Regions from separate parts of the Cricetulus griseus genome. Here region 2 is linked to region 1. Evidence: chromatin contacts called from public Hi-C data. All regions are on one chromosome and are shown on one strand. Each heading gives the region's core, a stretch centred on a gene start, on an enhancer-like site or on the middle of the called end of the contact. The rest is flanking DNA. Distances are from core to core; before and after follow the strand shown.

What was found. Hi-C and Micro-C count contacts between places; a contact is called where the count stands out from the background.
Region 2: a contact with region 1 is called in a Hi-C map of the CHO-K1 cell line, with 2.8 times the contacts expected there. The contact joins the promoter of Gng12 here to the enhancer-like site in region 1. A contact is called at or near these places in 3 of 8 Hi-C or Micro-C datasets (the CHK-Q cell line, the CHO-K1 cell line and fibroblasts).

The regions. Positions count from the first base shown.
Region 1 is chr8:76,263,861-76,268,994 of CriGri-PICRH-1.0, reverse strand. The region is part of intron 1 of Gng12 (guanine nucleotide-binding protein G(I)/G(S)/G(O) subunit gamma-12); the gene reads left to right. Among named protein-coding and RNA genes, the nearest start is that of Gng12, 45 kb to the left of the region's middle. Within about 2 kb of position 2,759, at least 3 of the 6 cell types and tissues checked have open chromatin away from gene starts, as enhancers often do. A contact at or near this core is called in the CHO-K1 cell line and fibroblasts, where this site is marked.
Region 2 is chr8:76,308,186-76,313,319 of CriGri-PICRH-1.0, reverse strand. Gng12 (guanine nucleotide-binding protein G(I)/G(S)/G(O) subunit gamma-12) reads left to right here and starts at 2,054. Exons shown (of 4, transcript XM_027430228.2): 1 at 2,054-2,131.

The DNA.
Region 1 (5,134 bases), core at 1,510-4,009:
ATAAAGATATTTATAGTTGTAAGAAAAACAGTAAGCTAGTACATGAATGAACAAAGAATATGAATATTATTATAAAACATTAATAAATGGGATATCTTTATTAAGAACTTTAGAAAAAAACAAAACAACATTAACAGTACCATTTTATCTATAAAACATTAAGATTTTAGGAATCCGTGCTGGAGAGATGGTTCAGTGGTTACAGTGCCTGTTCTTGCAGAGGATAGGGTTTCTGTTTCCAGCACCCTTGTGGCAGCCTACTACTGCCTGTAACTCCAATTCCAGGGACTGGACATGCTTTAGTGACCTCTGTGGGCTCCTGTGTGCAAGTGGTGCACATATATAAACACAGGCATACATATGCGCTTAAACCCCCCCCCCAGAAAAGCTTAGGTAACAGATGTTTGGAACTGTTCATTATTTTGGTGGTGTGTTAATAAAAGCTCCATTAGTGGAGAAGGGCTCACAAGCCCCACCCCTAACTGAGGAGATACTGACAGTGGCTAGCTTCTGCAGGAGGAAGAGCCAGGTTTTGTTAATGGTGTGTCAACCCCTGATAGGCCAGCCACGCTTCAGTGGATGGCCCTACACCCATGAGTCAGAGGACCTAGGTTTTGTTCCTGGCACCCACATGGTGGATCACAACCATTTATAACTTCAACTCCAGGACCCCCTTTCTCACCTCTGCAGGCACCAGGCATGCATGTGGTGCACATGCATACATGTGGGTAAAACACTCATATGTAACATAAGATAAAGAAACTGTTACAAAGAACAGACTTTCGGTCTGCATATTAAGGATGGTGTCTCTCCAGAAGAGTTACTCTCAATGGATGGCTTAAGCCAGGCCTGGCAGCAAGGAGCCCATCTTAAGGTGGAACAGAGTGGGCTGGTTCACCACCCTGAGGACATGTTCTCACCCACCCACCCCTGTCTACATCATTGGCTAGTCTTAGTCATCTTACCTGCAGAGTGCATCCACTTCTGCCCCTCCTGTCACCATTCTAGGCCAGGGCACCATCATTCCTCACCTGAGTAACCAAATGGCTTTAGAATTGGTTGCCTTTCACCCACTGTTGCTCCATATAGCTGCAAAAGAGAAGCAGCTGAACTCTTCCGTAAGCATGACAGCCTCTGCTCTTGCCAAAGTGTTTGCTTGAAACTGACTTTTTACGTTGTCTGCGCATTATTACCCTGTACAGGTCTTACATCAGCAATGCCATTTACTTGATAGACACCACTTACCTTGTTCATGCTGCATCCCTAGTGCCTACAACTAGGCCCAGCACATTATTTGCTTTGTAAACCTCCCAGTAAAGAGTTGAGATAGCAAAAATCAAAATACAGATGCATAATTTGGTCATGAGTGTTGGATGCCTCTGATGCTCATATTCTTGAAAAGGTAGTACTTCAGGTGGGCATTAGAGCTAACTGCATTTGTCTGTGAGTGTTGCATTGGGCCACATTCCTGGTGCAGTCTTTGGGATAAGCTAGTAAAAGCTCCTTCTCCCTATAGGTCTTTACCATGTCTCTGATCCTGAAGAGGACCATGTCCTTGTACAAAGTTCCTTTTTGTGGCCATCCAGAAGTATAGAAAGATGCTGTAAAACTCTGGGCCATTTCCTGGCAAGCAAGGAAACTTCATCATAGTCTCTCTTCTCCAGCCAAAACCATTGTATGCTACATAGGCAGAAGGCCCAAATGTTGGGCCAGGGAAGTAGCTCAATTGGTAAACTACTTGCTTTGCAAGTATGAGAACTGAGGTCAACCAAAGGCACCCATGTTCAAGAGCTGGCTCTAGCAGCACACAGTAATCCAAGTGCTGCACAGAGGGTAACAGCAAGGCCCTGCTGGCTGGCCCACCTGGCCTTCATGTAGAATTCTAGGTCAGAGAGAGACTCTGTCTCACAAACAGGTGGACAGTGCCTGAGGAATGACACCCAAGCTGCTCTTTGGCCTGCAGACACACACATGCACTCATGATCCATGTGCAAAGTAGAATCAAACAGAGGAACCCCTTAGAGATATGGTTAAGTCAGTGAAACTCTAGTTGCTTATGTTCCCTCATGTACTGGAATAGGCCTAGGAGGTATTGCTGCCTTGGCTGGATTTAAAAGATAAAGGGAAAGCTTGCTTTGTTAATGTGCCCCATCCTTGCAGTGCTGCTTTTCCATATGTCTTTATTGAGCACCTACTATATACTGAATATCTTTTGAGGTCTTAGAGACATACAAATGTGGTATAAAGGTGGTTCTCACCCTTCCAGGGTTCTGTAGGGAGACCACCCCATCACCAACTAAAACCCAAGAGCTCCCTGTGACAGTAGGTGTTAGGGTAGTGAGAAGAAGACAGTGGAACCATGTGGGGAGAGATACAGTAAGGTTGTTAGAATGAAGGCTCTGGAAGCAGATTGTCCGGCTTCACCATCTTGTGCAGTTACCAACAAGCCTTGTGACCTTAGGCTACTGACTTAGTTATGCTTGTTTACTTACCTGCTAACTGGGGCAATAAAGGGTGACTCAAAAGAATTACAAACAGTATTAAAGCTTGTGGGGCATTGGTACCTGGCTCCCTAAAGACCAGCTCTTACTGTTATCAGTTGTTTCCTGGGCATTTGTTGGCTGAATTGAACAAATGCTGCTGCCATGGCAGCCACAGTTAGCGCTGGGTTGGTTGGCAGGGAAGTCTGGGTGACTAAAGTACAGCATACCCATGAGGAATGGTAGGAATGAGATAAGGGGGAGGTTGGGTGAGTCTTCTTGCAGGTTTGGAGCCCAATGTGTGACGCCGGTGCAGCCTTAGCCTGCAGGTTCTGCAGTGTCATGGATGAGCTGGCCAATTTATCCTGTGGGTCTAAGTTTCTTCACTGAATGTGATTTCTGCCCTTGCATTAATAAAAGGATGTGGGATTTTGTTTTGTTTTTTTGTTTTGCTTTGTTTTCTATTTGGAACTTTCTGTTTTCTCTTCTTTCTGCCTTAACTCCCTACTGCTGCTAAAACAGATACATAGATACATAGTTGTGACTTTTTGGAGAATGACGGAAGTGATGGGCCTTAAGACAGATAACAGAGACAAGGGGTTCTGTAGATCTCATATGATCCTCCCTCCCTTCTCTCCCTTCTTCCCCCTCCTTCCCATCCCCCCTTCCCTCCTCCTCATCCAAACAGATGCCAGACTCATTGCACTATACTTGACTCCAGGCCTGCTTGTGGTTTTCATGTTCCCATGTCAAATTGTTTTTAATTTTCAAGCATGAAGTAACTCTCCCATCTGCCATGACTGTTGTTGTCTAACCGTGTTATCATGAGAGCTGGTTTTCATAGTTGGTGGTTGTTATTAAAATGCAATGTTGAGATGTTCAGGTTTAATTGAGAGCAGCATTGCTACCAGTGTGGGCTCTGGAGGCAGACCCTGCCACCCTCTTAAAGCCTGGGTAAGTCAGGTACTCTTGCTGTGCTTCAGTTACATGTATGTACATGTTACAGTATGTAACAGTTGCCATGCTACATACTTCCCACAGAAAGTTACCTTGAGGATTAGGTGAGGTAAAAGGAGCAAGGTCAGGTCCTGCAGGCCCCTGATTGGTGCTGTGTAATCCTTGCTGCAACTGACTTCTATTAAAATGAGGCAGTGATAGGTTTTCTTGAGAAGGAAATAGTGACTGCTCTCTCCACTTTGGCAACTGAGGAAATGTCTCAATGGATAAAAAAGTCTTGGCTGCCCAAGCTTGAGGACCGGAATTCAGGTTGCCAGCACCACATAGAAACATAGTTCAACAGCACACCATCTGTTACCCTAGTTTTATGGGCAAAGACAAGCAGATCCCAAGGGCTCACTGGCCAGACAGTCTAGCTGAAAGTGTAAGCTTAAGCTTTAGTGAGAGACCTCATCTCAATAAAGTATGGTGAAGGTGCTGGAGCGGTGGCACAGAGGTTAAAGAGCATTTGCTGCTCCTGAAGAGAATGTGTGGTACATATAGATGTGGTCAGAACACTCAAATGTCGAAATGAATTACTAAAATAGGATGGAGAGCAATAGAGGAGGCATCTCACATCAACCGCTAATCTCAACACATGTATACATGGGCGTGCCTCATACCCATATGCATTCATGTGCATACATACATCATACATTGATATGTGTGTGTGTGTATATGTATGTATACACACATACACACATACACACACACATACACACATACACACACACATACACACACACACATACACACATACACACACACACACACACACACACACACACACACACACACACACACACACTCACTCTTCATTTCAGTTTATTTGCTTTGTAGCTTGGTTTCACTGAAAGCCAGGCACCTCTTTCTCCATGTGTTCTGTTCTGTGTGCAGCCACTGGCTGTTATGAACTCACATTGTGACTGTTCTGAGCTGAGAGGTACTGGGTCTTGATGACTTAATCTTGAAAATAGAGCAGGGGAAGAATTGAACAGCTGCAGGGTCCAAGGGCACAATGAAACAGACCTAAGGTGAGGAAGTAGAAGCTGCAAACACACAGACTCAGATGAGTAATTTGTAGGAAAGATTTGAGCTGTTATTGTTACAAAGTAACTGTGGGGTAAGAGGTTAACCAGCTCTGCTGGGGGACCATTTTTTCTGTTTATGTAATTATTTCATAATGTCTTCTATAACATCAAATATATAAAATATCTTTAATTTTTATATGGACTTCATTTTGCAATTGTATTTTTAACCTTCCAAATCTCTTGTGAAGACTTTAATCCATTTCTTTTTGCTCTTGCTGTAGCGTGTATTGTATTTCTCTTGGGGCTTGCCATCATCAGTAAAGCAAGGTTTTATTATTTATGTGCTGAGGTGACTATATTAGAAAGCCTGCCACATCCCTCCTACTGTCCTTCAAGTTAGGCTTAATCCTGGCGTAAGGGGGCTGAGGGACCAGAGCAGGAGTGGCAACTGAAGAGGCTTTTGCTCACTTGGAGAGTTTGGATGAAAACGCTACCATTTATAGTTATGCTGGCCTCAGCCTTCCAGCCACTCTCTGAAGCAGATGAGAGAATGCCTTCTATTCAGGAAGTTGAAGTATGTAGGCAAAAAATCACTCCCTATGCTAATGGGAGCCAGGAACATTAGCT
Region 2 (5,134 bases), core at 805-3,304, 45 kb before region 1:
ACAGGGGATTGGCTCCAGGACCATCCTCCACTCATATACTAAAACCTAAAGATAGAAAACTCTCAGATAAGATGACATTGTATTCACATATAACTTACCTACATCTTACATATGATATTTTAATTATTCATAGACTATTATCTAGCCCTATATAATGTACATATTAATTTGTTATACTGTATTATAAATGATATAAAGAGGAGAAAACTATACTTGTTCAGTACAGACTCAATTTTGTTTTCAAATATTTTTCAGCTGTTGTTGACTCTGAGGATGCAGACCCCACAGATGTAAATGTTAACTATTTTATTCTTAATTTGTTGCAGGCTCATTTTTTGGAGAGAGAGAGAGAGAGAGAGAGAGAGGGCAAAATAAAAGGTCACACTTCAAAACACTTCAAATGACTTGATTTCAATAGACAATTTCTGCAAGTTTGGACATGATCTTGGATTTCTGTTCTCTCCTAATGAGGATTGCTATTTATAGACTGCTCTGTGGTGACAATTTGAAGAGCACTAAACCAGGAATTCTTCAATAAGCCACTTTGGTTGTTTTTATCACAGACTAATGATAGGAAAATTAAAAGTACATGCAAGCACTTAACTGGGCCATAGAATGATCAAGAAACAGGAATCATTGGTATAACGAAAATAATCACTTCTTTTGTTAGGCCATTCTGTTTAGAATGTTGAACTGTCACTACCTGAATCAGCCTAGTGTTTCCTAAACCCTATCCAAAGGGAAATAGAGGGCAGGTTGTGATTAACATCTCAACAAGAACATTCTCTGGAGCCTGCTGAAACCACCCTTGCCAAACAGGAGTGAATTTAATGCTAACAGTGGGATTCAGTGCCTAGATCCCAGCATCCCAACAACTCATTTCTCTTCTGCAGGTGAAACTCCACAGTGAAAGACTCACCCAATACTTGTATTTATTTATCCTTTGATTATTACAAATACTTGCGTGTTTTTGTTTGATCTCTCATTTTAAAGAATAGCTTTTATTTATTCCTTGACAATTCATACATGTATCTTGATCACACCTAACTTCCTTTGCCACTCTCCCACCACAACGCTTAAAATGTTTCCTTCCCATCTCCGTCCCTCCCTCCCTCCTTCCCTCCCTTCCTTTTATCCTTCCTTCCTTCCTTCCTTCTTTCCTCCCTCCTTGCCCCCCTGTAATGCACTGAGTCCAATCAGTGCTCCCTGCTCTCACCCAGTGCTAACGTCATTTTTAAAAGGGACTCTGCCAATGTTGGTTCTTAGTGACCTACTTTGGCCTTCTATCTAGATCCTGCTAAACGAGAAAGCAGATACCTAGGAGTGCTCTAGCAGACTGCTGAGTATTGCCAATTCTCCACAATCATCTCTACTAAACTCTGGCTTTTTGAAAGCAAGCCTCCCTTGGGTTGGTATCTCCTATAACGTTTAGCATAATGCTTGACACGCAACAGGTGTTTTCTTTGAATGGCTGTTGTGGAAGCAAAACTCACCCTTCAATCTACCAAACTCTTAAATCCATAATACAAAAGAAAAAAAGAAAAAGACCAACCTGATCCAATTAATTTATTACGCACAACTCCGCCAAGTTGGGGGGCATTAGGAAGCACAAATTTCACGGGGATCAAGGGAGAAGGCATGGTAGGTGATGTACTTAACATTTAGCAATCCGGCTTTACTTCCATTTCTAAGAAACAACATCCCGGTGGCCTCAGAGCCCTTTAAATATGATGGTGTCCATTTCCTCAGACTTCTGGACCAGAGCCTCACTTTTGTGTAGGGGTTTGGCAGAGCTCATCTTCGCAGCCCGGAGACTGCAGAGCGCTTAGGCAGTGCGTGGCGGCGGCGGCGGCGGCGCACGGTGGCGGGTCCGCTGCACCGCAGCGAGCTGCACCAACCTTGCCGCGGACACGCGCGTGAACACACCAGACGGCCGCAGCAGAGCGCGGCGGCGAGGGCGTCCCGGGCCGGTGAGCAGCAGCAGAGGGGGAGGCGGCGGCTGCCCCGCCCACCGGGCCGCGCGCCCCGCCCACGCGCGCGGGGAGGAGCCCGAGCCGAGTTGGGAGGAGAGGTGGGGCGGTCCCGGAGCGCAGAGAGACCGACTCCCTGGCTGCGGCGGCGGTGGCGCCGGGTGAGTGCCAAGCGGTCGCGGGAACCGGGCCGCGGGGACCTAAACAGAACGGGTCGAGGCGCCTCCACTTCGGGGCCGCCTGCGGGTCCGCGAGCCAGCCGCGGGCTGGAGCGAGGGAACGGAGGGAGCAAGCGCGGGCTGCGTGCGCCCTGGGCCGCGGGAGGGGGGTGGGAGAGAGGCCCGCCGCGGCCCACAGACGCGAGAGACCGGGGACGCGAGCGACTCCCGAGCTGGGTCTCTGCTGCCGCCCAGCCCGGCCTCGACTCGCCAGGCGGGAGGCCCGGGAGTCACCGCCCAGCTCGCGGCCGAGCGGGAGGAGCGGGTCGGGGCCGCCACGCGCGCCCCTCCTCTCCCCGCGCCGGTCTCCGGACGCGCGTGGGCTGGCAGCCTCGGTGCTCAATCCGCACAGGGGGGTGGCGGCGGGGAAGGAGAGGATCGTGGAGAGAACTCGGGTGACAGTCCACGAGGGGCCCTGCGGCGGTGACTCAGACAGGAAGGTCGGAGTTCAAACTTGAGCCTTGCGTGATTTATTTCTTTTTTAAATGGAGCGCCGGACGCTTAGCCCGTGCGTTAGAGAAGCCGGTTTTCGTTTTAGTAAGGGCCTGCCAATTAAACCTCATTTTAAGACGCCATTGCTTGTGTCTACTGACACTCGTTTATCCTGGCCGTGAATGTCTTGTAAACTTGACTTAAATCATTCATAACTTTCGCAAAGGGAGCCGTGGTTCCTGTAAAACTTTGAGCAACTGGAAATCAGCTGGAGGGATCTGCCGAGGCCTGTGGTCTCGTGGTCCTGCGCGGGCGTGGCTGTGCACAAACAAGAGGGTAAGGAAAGGAAGCAGCCCCAGGCCTGAGCTGGAGGGGAGGTCTGTGCCCATGTGCCAGGGCACGTTTAACCGCGGCTCCCAGTGGAAACACTGTCTTAGGCCTTGTTGGACTGACTTCACATGATTCTCCTCATTCCGGTCAGTTATTTCCTCTCCCCCTCGGCTGTCTTTGGACACTGTTTATATTTCCTGGGGCGGTCGTAGCGTCTCTTGAATAGATTGTCTATAATGAATCTTTTGGATGTTGTCAGAGCCAGGCTCTGTGTCTGTGTGTTCTCAATTTTTAAAGCAGTAGCTTGGCTTTGTTTTTAGAATGCTGGTCACCCTGCTGCACCGTTGCTTGGCACTTCAGACCATGGATGTAAATTACCACTGGATTCCAGCCCTTCTCCAGGGAAGCAGGCCACTCTAGAACAGTGGGATTAAATCTACTCATGTCAAGCAGTCACTTTCAAATAAGGAGGTTCCCCCACTTTTTAGAACAAAAAATGTATATGTCAGCAAGGCCATTTTTCAGTAAATAAACATGTGATTCTCACATATTTTTAGTTTTTCTTTATTTTTTTGTCTTTTTCATATATGCGTACCCACTTACTCTACTTCAGCCGCCTTCCACTGACCACCTTCTTCCTTCCAACAAAATTTTAAAAAGCAATTGTAGATTGCTAAGTGGACTTTTAGATAAAACATTCAGACTCTTTGCTTTCCTTAGCAGTTGGTCAGCACCTTAAAGCTATTGGCTAAGTCCTCCAGTGAATGCTGAACAGTAACTATGACACATTCATTTTTTAGCACAAGCAGTTTACTAGGTGTAGAACCCCAGTGCAGTGCACGGCACTTAGGTTTGTATAGAGCTGTGTAAAAATGAGGGTCTGTGTTTCCTAAGAGACTGCAAGTGTGGCGTGGAAAGGTGGTATATGCACCTGTGCACCTGAGTTTATTTGAAAGACAAATTCTCTGACCGTTAGGTTGCTGTTGTCACTTTTCACAGAACATACGTGATGATCTGGTTGTGAGAGCAAAGGGCTTCAGAGTAAAAGAGAGCTCTGGAAAACTTAGCTAATGCCCAATAATTTTTGTCCCAAACCTCTCTCTAGTAGGAAAAAAATTAGAATGCCATAACTTACTGTGCTGAGTTTTCGTTAGGTGGGTTTGTTGTTGTTGTGTCTGTCTGTTTTGTTTTAGTATAAGCCATGCCTAGGAAGATAAGTTCTACAAATAATTTCTCTGAGCCCTGACTAGGAAGAAAAGTGGTTTCACAGAGGTTTCCTGTGTAGACTTTCTTGTTAGACCAGAATGAGAATAGTATTTAGCCTTTTTCAGCCTGATTTATAAAGTAGGAGTAATAATGGTCTCAATTTCTAGCGTTTGAATGAAAGCATATCAGCTAGTCTTTCGAAAACATAGGCTAAAACTAACATATGGGAAGTGCTTAGAATGGTCACTTTCCTTTCTATTTTTTTTTTTAACCTGGTTTACTCAGTCAACAGGATACTGGGTAAGTTATGATAGCCACAACCTTCTGGAAATGCCAGATATCACAATTTTAAGTTCCAAAGAATGTTAAATGTTGGCATGGTAACTCAGCAGTTGGCAAAGCTGAGGCAGGAGAATTGCTATGAGTTCATACCCAGTCTAGACAACATAGTAAGTTCCAGGCTAGCTTAGAACTAGAGTGAGATCTTACTCAAATAACTAGAAAGTTGATCCAATATTTTGTGTGTGTAAATATGTATTAAGCTTGTATGTCCTGTTTCTGCCATAGCAGTATGAATAATGATTGATGAACCAATAATTTTAATAATGCTTTTGGCATTGTTAAGTACATATTTTTAGGGCTAGGCAATTAGGAACATGAGTTAGCTTTTAAATTTAAAGTGAGTTTTTATCTCCAATAGTTACATTTATTAATCTTGAATAGGAAATTAAATCAGAAAAGGAAGCAGCATTTATCTTTAACCAAATATGACTTTTAAGGTTTGAAAAGGTGCAATCCAAGAGTATGTTGATGTTTGCTCTTGTGTGTATGGCTGTACAAGGCCGGCAGATAAGCCATAAGAAGTGGGGACTGGTTGTGTTTATTTTTGTGAGAGTGGATGGATAGTTAATTCAGGGAATGAACTCATGGAGTCACTGAACCATTTGCTAAAATTTGCAAAACTTGAAAAAGTTTTTA